Regions from separate parts of the Gossypium hirsutum genome. Here region 1 is linked to region 2. A link is a contact called in public Hi-C data. All regions are on one chromosome and are shown on one strand. The core of a region is the stretch at or near the end of the contact, and the rest is flanking DNA. Distances in the headings are between cores, read along the strand shown.

Evidence for each region. A called contact is a pair of places that touch in the nucleus more often than the background predicts.
Region 1: a Hi-C map of leaf shows a contact between it and region 2, with 3 times the contacts expected there. The contact joins the promoter of LOC107951736 here to the enhancer-like site in region 2. A contact is called at or near these places in 14 of 34 Hi-C or Micro-C datasets (anther, callus, fibers and 3 more).

Annotation. Positions count from the first base shown.
Region 1 is chrA02:97,886,935-97,890,296 of Gossypium_hirsutum_v2.1, reverse strand. It overlaps LOC107951736 (homeobox-leucine zipper protein ATHB-6), which reads left to right and starts at 1,479. Exons shown (of 3, transcript XM_016886876.2): 1 at 1,479-2,084; 2 at 2,179-2,552; 3 at 2,629-3,362. The coding sequence starts at 2,021. The coding sequence ends at 3,141.
Region 2 is chrA02:97,784,813-97,787,859 of Gossypium_hirsutum_v2.1, reverse strand. No RefSeq gene overlaps it. Among protein-coding and RNA genes, the nearest start is that of LOC121209967, 4.3 kb to the left of the region's middle. Within about 2 kb of position 1,634, at least 4 of the 9 cell types and tissues checked have an H3K27ac peak or open chromatin away from gene starts, as enhancers often do. A contact at or near this core is called in fibers, hypocotyl and leaf, where this site is marked.

The DNA.
Region 1 (3,362 bases), core at 230-2,729, 100 kb before region 2:
TCCTTGAATCGGGCCAGCTCACGTGGGCCAAATGATCCCCGTCTAAGTAATAGACCTCCATCGGATGCATTTGGTTTGATGGTCACGGGCTTTGAACTCTGGCCCGTGACACTAGCATCCTCATCTCCCCTCTCTTTTTATTTTAACTACCTTACTCAACAACTCTCTGCTCAGTAATAAGCAGGGTGAATCATTCATTTCTATCACTCTCTTGCATCAACAATTTTATTATAAATACTCCTAAAATGGATAATTACATGTTTCATCCTATAAATTTTATAAATTTATAAATTAATATATAATAAAATTACACTTCAAACTTTTAAAAATAATATTTTTTAATCTTTTAAAAAATAAATTTATAAACTAATAAAATAGGAAAGCAACAATTTAACTCAAAAAAAAAAAAAACTTTTAACTTAGTCCCCGTCCCAAAAAATTCTTTTGGCCTGTAGTGTTTTTGTGTACTTTTTCTTTGTCCTCTAGAAATTGACATTTATATTTGTGCCCTAATTTTCTTTTGGCTGAAATATTCTTTATTTAAATTCATTTCAATATATATAAAATTATGAAGTATTTTTTGTTTATATATTCAAAGAGTTAGTCTTTCGATTTTAATATATTATAATTTGATTTTCATATTTTATAAAAATTTAAAAAATCAATCCAATCACCATTAAATCATTAATTTGAAATCAACAATTCGTTAAAACCAACCATTTAATAAATTATATGCAATAATTTGACAAAAAAAATAACATTTCAAGTACAAGAAGAGACCGTATAAAACTGTGATCATAGAATCACAATTTCATATAATATTTTTTCTTCAAATACACATGTTGACCAATAACTGCTGTGAGAAAAAAATTCTAATAAATTAGGGTAAAGATAGAATTCATAAAAGATAGATTTGAATTCCTTACCATTAATAAAATATTACATAAAATGTGTAATTTGAAAATAAAAATAAAAAAAGTAGCATTGTGAATCAATCAATTAATGGAATAAAATTAGAAATAAAGAGGTTTTGAGTTTCAAAATAATTCAGAGACACACAAGTTTTTCCATGAAATTATAATTTTATGAAATATCTTATGATAAGTGAGAACTAATCATTTATTTATGAAAATAAAATGGTAAAAAGATAGGCGATTAATCGCACCGACCCGAGTAGAGAGGGCCATGATACGCTGACACCAACCAAATCTTTTAAGCTCAAAAAAATAAACAGCGCCAAGCCGTAATAGGAGCCGAGCCGTACCACCGCTTTCCAATTTCGTAGTAGTTTTTTTTTTTTTTTTACTTTTTACCCACCAAAAAAAATAAACGGTCGAAAAACCGGGTACGCCAATAACCGGTAAAGAAAAACAAAATTGTGCATTTGGAATGAATTTTATGTTAATTTGCATTTTGGCCAACTGTGGGTACCTAACCCCAGTCAAATTCTAACCCAAATGTGACCCCTCTTTTGTTTTATTTAAAGTGATGGGAACTGGTTATTACCCCTGCTGGGTTCTTCTCCTTTCTCAATACTCAATTACTAATATCTATTCTTCACTTCTTCCATTTCAACACTCTCAAACTATATTCTAATTTTGAGGTTGTGTACTGATGTAAACACAAAAAACAAAACATATTGTGGGGAGTTCATATTACATGTTTTTTGGGTTTTCTTGAAAGCTTTGTCTTGTTGGGTTTTGTGTTTTGTTTTTGGATGGGAACTGAGAGAAGTGAAGAAACTGTGTTGAAGAAACAGAAGAAATATAATGGTGGGGAAAGTGAGAGAGGGCAATGGTTGTTGTTGTGCAGTTGTAAATTTCTACAATCTTGTACAAGTTGGTCTTGTTTTAGACAAGGGTGTTACTCTTTTTACAAGTGATACTACAACCATCTTGCATCTCTTAAATCTTGTATAAAAACAAAACTTCTGTCCCAAAACAATACACAATTAAGGCTCTCTCTCTTTTTTCTTTTTCTTTTTAATCTGTTTGAAATTTACCTAAAGGTTGATTCAACTATGAAGAGGTCACTTGGCAGCTCAGATTCTTTGGGTGCTTTGATGTCTATCTGTCCCACAACAGGTTTAATACAAATCCCAATTTTGAAACTTTATTTATTTCTCTCGGATCTACTCTAACCACGACTGGGGTATGAATGACTTGTGTTTTGGTGCAGATGAACATAGTCCTAGGAACAACCATGTTTACAGCAGGGAGTTTCAGTCGATGTTAGATGGATTAGATGAAGAAGGGTGTTTAGAAGAATCAGGTCATGTTGCTGAGAAGAAGAGAAGATTAAGTGTAGATCAAGTTAAGGCCTTGGAAAAGAATTTCGAGGTTGAAAACAAGCTTGAACCTGAAAGGAAAGTGAAGTTGGCTCAAGAGCTTGGTTTGCAACCAAGACAAGTAGCTGTCTGGTTCCAAAACCGACGTGCTAGGTGGAAGACCAAGCAATTGGAAAGGGATTATGGCCTTCTTAAAACCAGTTATGAAACTCTTAAGGCCAATTATGAAGCCCTACAACATGACAATGAAGCTCTTCTCAAAGAGGTAATAATTAATAATTAATAACCCAAAGTGTTCAATTTTCCTACATCTTGTTTGAACATGGAATGATTTGTTGCAGATAAGAGAGTTGCAGGCAAAGCAAAGTGGAGAAAGCACTGAGACAGAGAGCAATGTTTCAGTGAAAGAAGAAGTGATTATATCTGAAAATACTGATAACAAAACACTTGAACAAAGTGAACCAGCTGCAGATCTCAACTATGGATCAGTTGTTGTTGGTGCAACCCTTTTTCCAGACATGAAAGATGGATCATCGGACAGTGATTCCAGTGCTATCTTAAATGAAGACATCATCATCAACACCAAAACCAACAAGGACAATAGCCCTAACAACGCAGCTTTTTCATCATCTGGGGTGTTAGAGCTAGACAGCCAACACCACCTTTTGATATCATCTTCTTCGTCACCAACATCCTCCATGGATTGCTTCAATTTCACAAAAACAAGCTATCAACCCCACCAGTACGTGAAGATGGAAGAACATAATTTCTTCACTGCAGATGAAGCTTGTAATTTCTTTTCAGATGAACAAGCTCCAAGTCTTCATTGGTATTCTCCTGAACAATGGAACTAAAATGAAGCTCCAAGATTTTTGTAAGATGGGAATTATGTAAGAAGTTAAAAACTAGTACCCAATACCATGATCTTCAGCCTGTGATGGAAGTCAATAATGCAGAAAAGAAAAGAAGGGAATATGGAGAAGAAGAAGAAGAGGGGGGGGGGTTCACGTGGGATGGGGGCAAAAGGTGACAAACACCAAAAAGAAGGGGCGTGCGGGAATGATTAGATCGTAAT
Region 2 (3,047 bases), core at 385-2,884:
AGCCCCTCTTCCGCCTCGATATTTTAAACTCCACCACATTAGAACAGCGCGTGCACTCCAATCTAATTTATCTGACCACAAATGTAACAAAACAAATCATAACAAAATATGTAGTTTCCTCATAAATTCGATCACCCCAACTCTGCTAAATCTCCTATAAATTTAAAAAATTCAATTTCATTAAAAGAAAATTGAAAACACATAAGGAGAGGTTCATTTCAGGCAAAAAGGATTGATTAGTAAAGCTCAAAGAGAGGCGCGTGAGAGAGGTAGGGGAGAAATAAGCTATCACATGGTTGGTGGGAAGTAGACCCCACCCTCCACAATGTGCCACACGTCTTATGTCACATCAAACCAAAAAAAAATATCACAATCCCATAAATTTAATTTTTATTAATTAAATAAACTGCCCTTTGGATCCACCCAACCAATTGTTTTATTTTTCTCTTTCTTATGGCTCGGAAATTCGGCGGGTGTTTTTTTTTTTTTTTTTCTCTCCATCCAAACAAACTTTTCATGTCACCTTGATTTTTTTTACTCACTCAAAGATCCTTAGATGATAGTCATTCATAAAATCTCCATTTTGGTAAAATATTTAGGGTTCATTTTTTATATATATTGTAATTAAAAATTAATATTGTGATGGGATAATATTGTATAAACATTAAATGCAATTTTGATTCAAAATGTAAAATCTTTGACATGGGGTTTAATTCAAAATAAATAAATTTATATTAAAAGCAGAACATATTATATCAAAGGTCCCGATGTCTTAATTTTACTAATAAACCAAACACTCTTCAATTAATCTGTTTTAAATATGAAACTAATGGGTTTTTTGCTTTATAATTTGGAGTTTTCGTGTAATTAATTTAAATTATTTTTTTATTTTAACATTAATTTTATTATAGTTTTTTATTATATATTTTATTTTCTATAAAATTATCTATAGTCTATCCCTAATTTTTAAATAAAAAGATAATATATTTTAGTATACTCAAACTCATATCCTTTTATATTGACCAATACCATCTCAATCAACTTCTTGATTTAATTCTAAGTTTCATATTCTCATTCTACTAAAATGTAAAGTTTGTCTCTCAATTTTCGTGATTTATAATAACTGAAAATTTTACTTAGTTATGGTAAATACATAAACTTAAACGGTAGGTTTTTATTAATGTGTTGTCTGTCATAATTATTTTTGCTAATCCCCATTTTAAAATCAATGATGTCATTGTAAAATAGATAAATATTAAATTTATATGTGAATTTTATTTTAATATGTAATTTAATATATAAATTTTAATTTCATACAATTATACACATAAAACTTGAATTTTGATTTATATGTATATATGAAATTTTACTTTGATTTAATTATACACATTTAAAAATGATTATATATGTACATTTATTTTTATATTAAATTAATATAATTATTAATATAAAATTATATTAATTTAATAAATTTTTGACAACTAAATTAAGATAAAATTATACAAAAATTAATATTCATATCTCTATTAAATGTGGAGTAAGGGTAAGTTGTGAAATGGGTGAGTGACCTTTTGACTCAGCCACTGGGAGTGGGACCCCCTCTGTTTTTAAGTTATACTCACACACACGTAAACTGTTTGCTTTCCCATTCTGATTAATTTATTAATTAATCTATGAATAAAAGGCAGTGCACAGATCCCTATAAAAGCATCTTACTCCTTAAATTTTGTGCCCCACCCTTCACTTTTGTTTGTTTTGGATTTGGGGTTCATTTTTATTACTACCACTCCTTTCCCCACCAAGCCAAGCCGAGCCAACCCCAGCCTAACTCTCCTTTTAACCTTTTATTTTTCCCATTTCCTTTTTAAATTTAACAGCCAACTTGCGTTTTTTTCTTTCAAATTTAATTACTTTCTAAATTAATTTCATTATAAATTTGCATCATATCTACTCTTTTTTACATAATACTTAAAATTATCTATAACCCTCCTCTAACCTATAAATAAGAGGATAATGTGTTTCAACTCGAATCTATATCCTATTACATTGACGACAATAATTATATCAATTAAGTTAAAATTCATTCCAACAAATTTAAATAATATTCGAATTTAAATACTCAAGATGTTGAAATATTTATTATTTAAATTTGTTTTACTTTTTTGAATTCAGATCATAATTATTTTTTTTACTTTTTAAATAATAAATACGGATTTGAATGTTTAAATTAAGGGATTTAGATATTTGATAAATGATTAGTTAATTCAAAATCAGAAGATATTATTTAGATTTAATGCAAATAATAAATAATTTTGACAATAAAATTCGAGATTACTGAATATCTAATTGGCTACTTTCTATATTTCTTCACCTTTTTATGAAAGGCTGAAGTGGATCCTACAATGTCCTGGGCTAGATTATGGTCCTATGTCCAAATCTGAATAGCTCAGTCCAATTTGGTGGTCGACTTTTCTTGTTGATTATTATAAAATATTTGAAATGTATTTAATACTTTTAATTTAAATATTTATTTAAATTTTTTATTCATAATTTAAATTATTTTTTATTTTTTATTTTTTATCTATTTAACGTGTGTTATTATTAACTTCTAATATTATGTTTCATTATTTATTATATGTTATTTTTAAATGTAAACATGTATTCTAAATACATGCATATGTCACGGGGCTAGATCTTTCGTCTCGCGATCCATGCAGCCTTAGACGATCTGTTTGTTTCAAACTCGTCTAAGTCAGCCTAAATATTACAAGTGAGGATTCTTTTAGAATTTCTCCAAGGCACCAATTTGTCTAGCGGAAGCAATTATGCCAAAAGAAGTCACAAAAGAACAACAAAAAGTCACATAAAGCAATGCACAAAAGGTGTTTGAGTAAATGTTCTCAATATTCTCTTATTCACAAAGTATAAAGAAACAATGGATGATTGAAGTCATTTACAAGTGAGGGGGGAGGCTCTCTATTTATAGTTGAGCTCCCTCAAAACAGACAGTCAATATCAAGTTACATCGACGGACGAGGTTAATCTTA